3 separate regions of the Mus musculus genome follow, and regions 2 and 3 are each linked to region 1. The links are chromatin contacts, called in public HiChIP or PLAC-seq maps. All regions are on one chromosome and are shown on one strand. Each heading gives the region's core, a stretch centred on a gene start, on an enhancer-like site or on the middle of the called end of the contact. The rest is flanking DNA. Distances are from core to core; before and after follow the strand shown. Region 1 has its middle 48 kb from the start of Gm42016. Region 2 overlaps Tbx3os1 (T-box 3, opposite strand 1). Region 3 has its middle 19 kb from the start of Tbx3os2.

Region 1 (3,878 bases), core at 1,181-3,680:
GTATGTAGGTGCCCACAGAAGTCAGAAGAGGGCTTTGGATCTCTTAAAACTGAAGTTATAGGAGATGAAGAACTTCTGTATGGGTACTGAGAACTGAACCCAAGTCTTCAGCAAGGGTAGCCAGTGGGCTCGCTCTCTCTCTCCCTCTCTCTCCCTCTCTCTCTCTCTCTCTCTCTCTCTCTCTCTCTCTCTCTCTCTCTCCTGTGTGTAGAAATATTATGTCATTGTGTTGAGATCAAGTACACTTCCCCTTCCACTCTGTCACTGTTTCAACCAGTGAAATCTTAACAGACCGTATACAAGAAAGGACTTGAAATTCATTACACAACACAACTACACACGCACACACACACACACACACACACACACACACACACACACACACACCCTTCACTCCCAAGGATACCAAAGTCCTGGTTAGACCACTGCCCAAAACACACAGATCGCAGCATCCCAGCTGGACCTGGGAGCTTAAAACTTGAAATGAAAAGCCCTCTGGCTGAGCCCAGCCTGGATCTTCACAGTAAAGTCAACAGAGATGCCCTGGTGAGCAAGCAGATACAGGTAGAACAAATGCTTGCTGTTACATGCTATCGAGAGTTGAAGCAATAGCTAGCTGATACACTTTGGACAATTCAGTGAAGAAAATCAGCCCTTTATGTCACTAAACAATCAATTGCACAAGTAGGTCTGAGTGATCTCAGGCAAGTAAACAGGATCCCAGTGAACCTCAGTTTTGTGGCCTCAGTAATAGGAACAATAGCTGGACTCAGCTTACAGAATTTCTATTGAGATGAACTCACCAATAACGACATGCCTTTTCCTGCAATGGGCATCCAAAACAAGTGCCAGTAAGTGGTTTTTATTGTTCTCCACGAAGGAACATGAATTGGTGGGATTGTAATCTAATCCCTTTCTTTGACTTTTGAGACAATATCTCACTATACATCCCTGGCTGTTCTGGAACTCACTATATAGACCAGGCTGGCCTCAAACTCACAGAGATCTGTCTGCCTCTGCCTCCCAAGTACTGGGGTTAAAGGTGTGAGCCATCAGACTAGCCCTTATAGAATCTGAAGGCAAACTGGGCCTCAGTGACATAGTAAGTGGTCAGTCAACAGTAATTATTCATTGTGTTGTTGTTGCTGTTGCTGTTGCTGCTGCTGTTTTGTGGTCTGCTCCTCTGAGTTCAACTATACCACCCGCTTGTTTGCTGACACTTTGTGTCTGGCCTCTGTGATGTGTTCCAGGTCGTTTTCATTCTGTTTAAGAAAGAGCTGAGCTTGTTGCAGATCCGAGACTTCACCGAATCACCCCTGCAAACAGTAATCAGTGACCCAGGAGCCATGGTTAGGAATAAGTAAACATAGGAACTAGACGCATTGCATGTCGGGAAAGGATATCAGTCACGTCCCCTCATCCCCCTATCCTTCATCTGCATTCTGGGTAACCAACACTCACCTATCTATATTCTACCACACCATCAAAATGTATATAGAGGGTGAACGGGACCTACTGAATATCTGTAATCTCATCACTTAGGAGGTGGCAGCAGAAGGGTTAGAAGTTCAAGATCATCCTCAGCTACAATGGAGAGTTGAGGACCGGTCTGAAATACATGAGACTCCATTTCAAAACAAAACAAAACAAAACAAAACAAAACAACAACAACAACAACAAACCCCAAAACCCCGAAGAGCAAATGACATAACGGGTGTCATATTTCTCCTCCTTGCTCCATGCTATTCCCAGACATGCTTGGCTGGAGGGCGCTTCCATCCTAGCAATCACTCCTTCCATCTGCCTCTTGCCTTGGAACACATCACAGCGGCCAGACACAAGGTGACAGCAAACAAGCAGGTGGTCACATTGAACTCTGAGAAGCAGATCACAAAAAAAAAAAAAAAGAAAAGAAAAGAAAAAAGAAAAAAAAAGCCGATGGCTTTCTCAAAAGCATCCTGCGAGCAGATTAATCTTTGAATCCGTGTTCTCTAAACATTTTAAATATGATGCTTAGTGACTAATCCAGGAGCTGCAGACAGAACTGCCATGCCAGGTGTAGGCATGGATTTAGAAAGGGGTGGGTGTCCAAAACCAACACCTGCGAGCAGCCAATCACATCCCCACAGTCAACAGGCCGCGCATGCGCGTGTGGAGGGCTGCATGTCTCTGCTTTGATTCTTGCTTAGCGCCGATTGGCCACAGGTTGGGCGCTTTTATGTTATTGACCAAATGGTACCCGTCACCCCAACATGAGAAAATGTTGCACCTGCCTTGAAAGACCCAAAGCTGGCAGCCTCCCTCACAGTCTCGGAAAAGCTCCTGGATCAGTTTTAATGCTTAAAGCCCCAGCCTTTGTGAGTTCAGATCCCCCAGCATTTGGTGGGCCCATGGGTGTGTGCTTTACCCTCGCAGCTGCGACTCGCCATAGACACCCCTCTGCGGAAATGCAAGGAATTTTACAAAAGGGTCGCCATGACCTCGCACTGTCTGTGAACTCTATCCCCCGCCTCCACCCCCGCTTTTAACTGTTCACAGGAGATCTCATTTCCCACCCCACTCAAACTCAAACTCCGTCAGGGTATAAGGACAACTGTCTGCCTTCTTAGACTCTGAGATCCTCTGCTGTAGATTGGACAATGAATCAAAACAAAACAAAACAACAACCTGCGTTCGTGGCAGACATCAATAATCAATCACAGAGTGTTCATCCTATGCCTGGATCCATCCTCTACGTTTGTTAAGTATTTGAAGCAAGCATCACTAAAAAAATCTAAGTGGGCTGCTATGAACTATCGTCATTCTGATTCAAAGGCTTTAATAGAAAAATAAATTAAAGCCATGAAGGAAAAATGACCTCCTGGTACCCAGACAGTGTGTGTGAGTCAGGTCTGAGGGTATATAGTTCAAGCATCTCTAATTCCCAGGCCTATGTCTCCAGGCCAAGAGACAATTATGTCCCTTGAAGTCTCTGAAGATTCACTCCCGCTCTCCTGACTAAGCATGCCAAAAAAAAAAAGTTTACGTACATAATATATGTACATTACGTATATTACAAATAAATGTAAGAAATAAGAAACCAGTGGCCACTTTGCCTTCTTCCCACACACTGTAAGAGAGAGTGTATTAGTCAGCTATTACCACAATAATGTTGCATAACAAGCCATTCTACAAACCAACAGCTGACAGCAATGGGCATTTAAGTTTTACAAGAGAGTCTGTAATGACCTTGGGTGGGGCTGAGGTGGGGCTTTGCTTGGCGACCAACGTCTTTGCTGGATATAAGAGGAATGGTCCAGCTTGTTGATGGCTCATCTAGTAAAGTGCTTGCTTTGTGTGAATGAGGACCTAAGGTTGACACCCAGAACCGATATTAAAAAGAAAGAAAAGGCTGGATATATTGGTACTTACTCCTCATCCTGGCCTGGGAGGTGGAGACAGGTGCATCATAGCCCTTGTATCCTGGTTGTGTAGGGTGGGGATAGGGGTACCCAAGGTTATCCTCTGGCTTCCACATATGTGTGCATCTACACACACACACACACACACACACACACACACACACACACATGGTGAGGGCGGGTCACTCCTTTTCACTGTAGCTTAAAGAGAGCTCAAAGCTAAGTATGTTCAACATCCCTGCTCAACCTGTACCTCCTTGTACTGTGTGGACCAATGCAAGTTCTACCCAGGTCCAAACTCACAGATGTGAGGGAATAGTCTTCGCCCTCAGTAGAAGAGAAATATTCATGGCTATGAATGTTAGCTATGCAATAACACAAGCTACAGAGGTGAGTCTTAAAGTTAACAATATCGTTTTAATAAGAGTTAGGGTTGACCGAAGGAAGCTATTAAGATAGCCTGGGCTGTTCCTAACC
Region 2 (3,776 bases), core at 587-3,086, 280 kb after region 1:
CAGAGACAGAGAGACAGAGACAGACAGAGAGACAGACAGAGAGACAGAGAGACAGACTGGTTCCTTATCTAAAGGAGGTAAGGCAGTAAGACAATTCTGGGGACACTCTTGTTGGTCCTAAGCATTTGCTATCAGGCTAAGGCAGGAGCACACCTGTGTCTTAAGTTCCCTAAGAAACCAGTGGCAGGAGGAAGGGCACAGCTAGCCAGTGAGACATCCAGCCTTTCCCCTCTTTTGCTATGGGACTCCAGGGAAAAAAAGGATCCCAGTGCTCTGAGCTCATTGGAGGAGTGTTTCACTTCCCTCCTTCCCCGGGATGCCCAGGATGCCCGCTTCAGACTGGAATGCCCAAATCTCCACTGAAGCAATTGTTCAAGGAGCTTGTCAAGTGGGAACTTGGTAGGCCTCAGTAAATACTGAGCTGTATATAGGTCGTAAGTTCTTAAGGGAGAGCTCGCAGGCCAGTGTTAGCAAATGTCTTCAAAATCTTTCATTATTTCCCAGGGCTTTGGGATCTCGGATCTGGACCTCAGATCCGGATGGCTCAAGAAGGAAGAGTTCTATCTAGTGACATATAGCAGTCTCTGGTCTCCAAAGTTGCGGGTGGAGGTGGCATTCCTGCAGGTCCCTCTCAGTCTCGGGGTTCGGACCATCCCCAGCATCTCGAATCCCCAGATGCCTCCAGCCTAAGGCTAGGGCTCACAAGAACCTCGATCAATCCAGTCTGGGGGGAACTGGAGAGAACCGGAAAGAAGAGGGGGGTGACGGCCAAGATCAGAGGGGAAGAAAGAAACCAGGGGTGGGGGGAACAGACCGAAACAGACAGACGGAAGGAGGAGCCAGTGCTCAGGGCGCCGGGCCCAGGCGTCCAAGCCGAGCTTCCCGCCGCGCCACACCCGGCCTAAGACCAGCTCCCCACCGACCCAGTGACCCATTCGGGCTTGCACAAAACCAGCGCCCTAGGAGTCCTGGCCAGACCGCTGGGGCTTGATTCATTTCTTGACTAATTATCTGGAGCTCCTTGGTTCCTTCTTTCAGGGCTCAATTAATTCCCGACGGGCGGTGGGTAAGAGGCTGTGTTGAGGAGGCACCGCCTGGAGCCCCTTTGTGAAGTGCTGTCTGGACTATATCGATTGCACACACACACACACACACACACACACACACACACACACACACACACACACACTTGTCTATACATTAAAAAAAAATCTTGAAAGATCTCCATTTCCAAAATTTAGGTTTTGTCCTCCAGCCACTTCCCTGACCGCCACCAATTTCGCAGCTCTCCTGGACCAAGCCCCAAAGCCAGTGAGATACCAACTTGGGTGTGGTTCCATTGGTAGAGTGCATGCCTAGTATGCAGGAAACTCTGGGGTTGATCAGCATGCGAATCCCTAGCACTGGGGAGATGGAATGGAGGCAGGGGGATTGGAAGTTCAAGGTTGCTGCATAGTGAGTGATTCTACAGTAATGGGGGTGGGGGTGGGGCGAGGGGGCGAGGGTAATACCCAGTCATCAACCAAGCATCCCCATTGAGATTAAAAAGGCTCAAGAAGAAACTGGCTGTGCAGCTGCGGGCTTCTAGGTGCCCCAGTGTGTCAGTAAGTTACCTGGGGCAAATGAGCTTCTCCGTGAAATTACCTGCCTTTTCCGAAGAGCAACAAAAATGCATCTGAGGTGTGAGAAAACTGTGGCCATTCCTGTTCCCGGGAGAATTTCTCAAATAATTGTCGGAAAAAAAAAAACTTATTTGAGTAAGCGACTGGGAGCTGAGATGGTCTAGAGTCTGATTGGAACCCTAGAGATTCAAGGAGGGACTCTGCCCATGTCTGGGAAGTCCGAGGACCAGGTGATACATTCAAGCCAAGCCCTCTATCCAGGATGGGAGTGGGATGTGATTTCCCAGCCTTGGCTGCCTGAAGGCTCATCAGAATGGAGCTAGACTGGACACTCAGCTTCCTGGGAGCTAGACACGAAAAGTCACCTTTTGGGTGGAACCCAGCAGGCAGCCATGAGGAAGAACTGTCAGTTTCAGTGGAGGGAGAAGATCCCAGTCTATTAAGTTGACCTCACAGTGGGGTGGGCTCTCTCCCTCATCCATCATCCTAACGAAGTATAGGGCGAAAATATAGACAAAGTCAAAGTGCCTTCCTTCCCAAAGCTGCTGGAAAGTGGCTTTCTCAGGCACCAGAAGATATCAAAATCACTCTTACCTTATCCACCAGTCTCACCCTTATTCATTCACAAACAAGCAAAAACAAACAAACAAACAAAAAAAAACAAAACACACACACACATACACATAAACCAACTTCTCATGTGTTTCCTGGAAAAAAAAAATTAAAGGAGAGTTAGTCTATCCAGCCAATCAACAAACACTCAAGGCTCACGTTACCTGGAAAGCGGTCTAAGGCATTGGGACACTGATGGGGAGTGGGACTGACAGGGAGTGGGGAAAAGGATTATGGGATTCCTTGGCGGGTGCTATTTCAACAGCGGTGCTGTGGAGTGAGCCTCCTTAGAGGTTTGGGAGGAGGTCTCAATCCACTCAGAAGCAAAGAGCTCACACTGAGTGGAAGCAGTTAGATCTCAATTCTGGAAGCTAGCAGTTCTGGAGAAGTACGAATGGTGATGCCTGCCAGTGCCCTTCACCCTGTGGGGACCTGGCTGTTGGACCTAGTTTCCGAAGTTCCCAGCAGCTAACCTTCCTAGGACTGAAAACCTGCGTAGCGTCACCTTGCCACTGTCTAGTGCTACCTTTTTTAAGACCTTGGAGTTAACTGTCTCCTTCCACCCCCTGCTTCCTAGATCTTCTGTTTTCTTGTCTTCAAAATGGGCTAAAATGTATTCTTTTTTAACCCCAGCAAAGAAAACTCAGGACGGCCAACCTGGAAGGAACCCTTCCTCCCATGAGCTTCCAGAATGGTGTGCAGTGTTCGGGAGTTAGAATGTACTCAGCAAACACTTGTGGAAACCCGGGTTTTCCAGCACTTACACCAAGCTTCATTTCTATCATCTCAAAATAGGTTTGTTTTTCCTGGACTTGTTTTGCACATTAGAATCCATTTGGAGAAGCACTAATTCCCTTAAAATGTATTTTTGGAACTAGACACAATTCTTTTGTTGTGTTGTTGTTGTTGCTTATTCTTGCTATAGTGCCCAAGCAGGTCTCCAACTTGCTGTAATCCTCCTGCCTCAGCAGCATGTACCACCACAGGCAGCCCAAATGAGTATTCCCCTTTTAGTCTCTGTGTCTTCTTTGACATTCTTTTCATCCTCGAATGACTACTTTCTAAAAACCTGGCTCTGATAAAACTGATAGGAAAGCCAGGTCTCCCTCCCTGCCACTCCCAGACCACAGAAGCTCTGTGAGTGAGTGAGACAGTCTCTCTCTCTCTCTCTCTCTCTCTCTCTCTCTCTCTCTCTCTCTCTCTCTCTCTCTCTCTCTCTCTCTCTCCCTCCCTCCCTCCCTCCCTCCCTCCCTCTCCTGCTCTGTAAATCAAGTCCTAGCACGTGTTTGAAGTCTTCCAATGTGGTAGACCAAGCTTCTCTCTTGCATTGGTTTTGTGACAAAATCTTGATGTGTAGCCCTGCCTGGCTTCAAAGTCCCTGTGTAGACCAGGCAAACCAAGATCTTGCAAGGGTCCTCCTGACCCTGTTTGCTGAGTGTTGGGATGACAAGAGCCACTTTTAGCCTGAGGTTTAAAGTTGTTTTAAAAATATTTATTTACTTGTTTATTTTATGCCTATGAGTGCCTTGCCTGCATGTATTT
Region 3 (3,970 bases), core at 419-2,918, 340 kb after region 1:
GTTACATCACCTTTCCTAACAGTGTGAAGCTGGGTTAATAATGGGGGTCCACCTCTCTGCCTTCTCCTCCTGCCCCCCAATTTAGGAGTGTAAGCCAAGCAACTATCCTAGAAGAAAAGTATTTTGAAACGTACTCATCAATTCGATTGTTACTACGAATTGTTCTGTTGTTATTGTAAAGTGTGGTTCCCCTGTTTCCAGGCGGATCTCCCACCTTTTTTTTAAAATTATCAATTACTATTCTCTAACATAGTTGACTATTCCTCAGTAGGATGCCATATTTAAAGATCTGACTTTATGTCTTTATGTGTGAGTGTTTGCCTTCGTGTGTGGGTGTGTGTGTGTGTGTGTGTGTGTGTGTGTGTGTTATACACACGCACATGCAGTACCCATGGAGGCCAGAAGAGGGCACCAGATTCTGGTGAGCCATCAAATGGGTGCTGGGATCTCTCTCTCTCTCTCTCTCTCTCTCTCTCTCTCACACACACACACACACACACACACACACACACACACACACACACACCGTGCTCTGAGTACAGAGCCAGATTTGTTTTTATTTAGTTATGCATCTGCACACTCACTACCCACAAAGGCAGTTGTGAGCCACACGATACACAAAATATGGATGCAGAAATTAGGTCCTTTCTATACGGGGTGGGGGGAGTTGAGTTCATGTCCTAGTGCTGAGGCTCGAACTCGAGATCCTGCACATCCTAGGTAAGCACTCTGCCCCAGAGCCACAGCCCCAGGGTGCCACACCACCATAGCGGATTTCTAAATCAGTGCTCTGAGTTTAGCTCTACCACTGAAACCCAGCCCCAGCTCTTCTGCAGAGGATTCCAGCGCATTGCTCTATGGCTGAGCCAGGTTCGAAAGGCGCGCTTGTAAGTGCTCAACAAAACCCCGGCAACGTTATTTTAAATTCTTTTTAAAAAGTTTACAAAGTGGTTTCCTACAATGATATCCTTTTTTTTTTTAAAGATTTATTTATTTATTATATGTAAGTACATTGTAGCTGTCTTCAGACACTCCAGAAGAGGGAATCAGATCTCGTTACAGATGGTTGTGAGCCACCATGTGGTTGCTGGGATTTGAACTCTGGACCTTCGGAAGAGCAGTCGGGTGCTCTTACCCACTGAGCCATCTCACCAGCCCAATGATATCCTTTTTAAGCCCAAGGAAACTGAGTCACAGAGAGGGTGGGTAGCTCCCTACTCACACAGTTGGAGGTAAAAGAAGCCGAGGTTGTCCGTGGATTAGCACTTTCTAGTGGATCCTCCCCCTGGGGCAGGACTGCTTCAGTAAGAAAGCTAGGGCTTTGATTTGCTAATCTTGTTTGTTTGCAACACAAGCAGAGGACACTGGATTGATTTCCTAGCGCCTGACTCTCAGGGTCCCCCTCTGGCCTCGGGGACTTAGCACAGCAAATTCCTTTTCCTGAAGGACTAGAGGGTAGTCTCCAGCCTCAGGGCCTCCCCGCTTTCGGTACCGTCTCCCTCTCAGCTTCAGTCTTAAGTCTGGCAGAAAACCAGGTTAAACGTGGACCGCAGGCCCCACCCACGCCTCCACCCCAATTCATACCTCCCGGAGACGCCTCCCTGTTTCTGCTTCTTAGTCTTTTACAGTGGTTGGTCCAGATGCAGAGAGAGCCCGCTCCCTGACTAGGACGAGGCTGGGAATTGAATTTAGAGTCTCGTGATCACAATCACCTGAATCCCATCCCATGTCCGCTTGTAGGTGTGACTCAGCAGTAGAAAACCTGTGCGCAGGCGCAAGGCCCTAGGTTGGCTCAACACTGGATAACTAAATAAACATTGAATGAAGTTTTTATTTTATTTTTTATTTTTGGTTTGGGGTGTGTGTGTGTGTGTGTGTGTGTGTGTTGTTTGTTTGCTCTTTTATTTTGTTTGTTTGTTTGCTTTAAAAACATCTTCACCGTGACAGAGAGTACAGTCCGCTATCGGTTAGACTAGGTTGAGTTCTTCCTTCCTTCCTTCCTTCCTTCCTTCCTTCCTTCCTTCCTTCCTTCCTTCCTTCCTTTCTTTCTTTCTTTCTTTCTCTCTTTCTTTCTCTCTTTCTTTCTCTCTTTCTTTTTTCTTTCTTTCTTTCTTTTTTCTGCTTACAGTGAACTGGAGTCATCTCTGGAATAGGGGAGAAGCAACCTTTTATTTTCTCGGATGTCCATCGACCATGGAACCTGGGGCAAACAAGGTCATCCTCTGAGCCGCCAATTCTCCTCTGTAAAATGCAGTGCTCAGATGTGGTGCCTCCGCAGAAAGACCTAGACCTAGCGGGTAAGAGAGGCCGAGAGCGCAGCCCAGTGGTAGAGTGCTTTCCTAGCATGCCTGAGGTCTGGAGTCCCTTCTTCAGTCCCTAGCAGAAAACAAAACAAAAGCTCAAACAAGAGCTACCAAAGGGGATGAGGTGGAGAGGAACATGAAACAAAATCCCTGGACAAGCCAGGGGGTGGCTCAGTGGATAAAGGTGCTTGCCACCAAGCCAGAGGACCTGAATTCAATCCTTAGGACCCACATGGTGGAAGGCAAGACTCTCATAACTTGACCTCTGATCTTCACTCGGGTCCAGTGGTACACATACTCATGCACACATAGACAAAATTAATTGATTAATTAATTAATTGGACATTGACCTCCTGGGACATATCTGCTTGTCTCTGTCCCCAGTGCTTTTTACACTGGTGCTGGGATTTGATCTCAGGTCGTCTTACTTTTTTACTACCCCTCCACAACTCCAATATATCCAGGCAGTGCTCAGTCTTACAATCCTCCTGCCTCAGTCTCCACACCCCGATTGCTTTACCATTTTTCCCCTAAAATATCTTAAAATTATTATTTGACTTTATGTGTATGTGTATGTGTATAGATCTTCTGCCTGGGTAGCACGTGGCTACCTGGTGCTGGAGGAGGCCAGAAGAGGGCACGGCGATGTCACACATTTTAATCCCTGCACTGTCTAGGCAGAGACAGGTGTCCAAGCCCGCCAGGACTACATAAGGAGACCCTGTCATAAACAAAACAAAACAAAACCCCAAAACCAAGGGTCTAGAGAGATGACTCAGTGGTTAAGAGTGCTGGCTGCTCTCCCAGAGGACCTGGATTCACAGCACCCACACGACAGGGGACAACCATCTGTAACTCAGGTTTCAGGTGACGTTGCACCCTCTTCTGGCCCCCATGGGCACTGCATGAACACGATGCATAGTTGAACATTGAGAAAGTCAAATCTTGTGCTGCTCTAACTACGTAGTATAATTTGAGATCCAGTGTTTGGAGCCAGCAGTGCTCTTACTGCTCAGGTGGCTCTGGTCACTTGAGAGTGTTTGTGCTTCTCACCTGAATTTTTTTCTGTCTCCCAAGTCCTAGGATTAAAGATCTACCAACCTCACTGGTCTCAATCCACTCTCCCATGGTGTTGTAAAGTAGCCACCATAGCCAGGCACAGCGGTGCTCATCTGTAATCCTAGCAAGTGCGGGAGGCCAGGGAAAGGAAGTTCAAGGGCAGCCTGGATACTTAGCAGACTCTGCCCTAAAACAAAAGAACAGAGCCCTGGGGTAAAGTGTGAGCAGCTGACTTTGAATTCCCCAGAACCCACACAGCACCTGGGGTATCAGCAATCTCAGTCCCCAGGGTGAGGTGGGAGGCAGAGACAGAAGAATTCTGGGGAGCTGACAGGCCAGCTAGGCTGCAGCACAGTGGCCACCAACAAAAAGGACCTGTCTGAAACAAGGTGGCAAGAGATGACCGAATCTGAAGTGCACACGTACAGACACGTGCACACATCTACACACATAAATGCACAGGTGTGCGTGTGTGTACACACACACCACACATACACACACATTACTGCATTCTCTTTACACCAGCAGCAAGTGACTTCACATTCTGCATCAGGGTTCCCCAGCCTTCTTGTTTTGCCTTCCGTGGAGTGCAAACCCTTTAGAGTAAA

The links. HiChIP or PLAC-seq counts read pairs in DNA pulled down with a chosen protein or histone mark.
Region 2: a contact with region 1 is called in an H3K27ac HiChIP or PLAC-seq map of embryonic stem cells, with 9 read pairs. The contact joins two enhancer-like sites. A contact is called at or near these places in 7 of 39 promoter capture datasets (the 3T3-L1 cell line, 3T3-L1-derived adipocytes, the HPC-7 cell line and 4 more), 3 of 484 Hi-C or Micro-C datasets (embryonic fibroblasts, nephron progenitors and uterus), 12 of 115 datasets of contacts at active chromatin or transcription factors (craniofacial prominence, embryonic forebrain, embryonic limb bud and 6 more) and 3 of 9 other capture datasets (embryonic stem cells, embryonic tail and embryonic trunk).
Region 3: an H3K27ac HiChIP or PLAC-seq map of embryonic stem cells shows a contact between it and region 1, with 5 times the contacts expected there. The contact joins two enhancer-like sites. A contact is called at or near these places in 1 of 15 datasets of contacts at CTCF or cohesin (embryonic stem cells) and 8 of 115 datasets of contacts at active chromatin or transcription factors (embryonic stem cells and stem cell-derived neural progenitor cells).

What each region holds. Positions count from the first base shown.
Region 1 is chr5:119,371,806-119,375,683 of GRCm38.p6, forward strand. No RefSeq gene overlaps it. Among named protein-coding and RNA genes, the nearest start is that of Gm42016, 48 kb to the left of the region's middle. Within about 2 kb of position 2,431, at least 8 of the 459 cell types and tissues checked have an H3K27ac peak or open chromatin away from gene starts, as enhancers often do. A contact at or near this core is called in embryonic stem cells, where this site is marked.
Region 2 is chr5:119,656,150-119,659,925 of GRCm38.p6, forward strand. The region is part of intron 1 of Tbx3os1 (T-box 3, opposite strand 1); the gene reads right to left. Gm16064 (a long non-coding RNA gene) reads left to right here. Exons shown (of 2, transcript XR_878735.2): 2 at 2,868-3,113. Among named protein-coding and RNA genes, the nearest start is that of Gm16064, 12 kb to the left of the region's middle. Within about 2 kb of position 1,837, at least 6 of the 459 cell types and tissues checked have an H3K27ac peak or open chromatin away from gene starts, as enhancers often do. A contact at or near this core is called in embryonic stem cells, where this site is marked.
Region 3 is chr5:119,708,638-119,712,607 of GRCm38.p6, forward strand. No RefSeq gene overlaps it. Among named protein-coding and RNA genes, the nearest start is that of Tbx3os2, 19 kb to the left of the region's middle. Within about 2 kb of position 1,669, at least 19 of the 459 cell types and tissues checked have an H3K27ac peak or open chromatin away from gene starts, as enhancers often do. A contact at or near this core is called in embryonic stem cells, where this site is marked.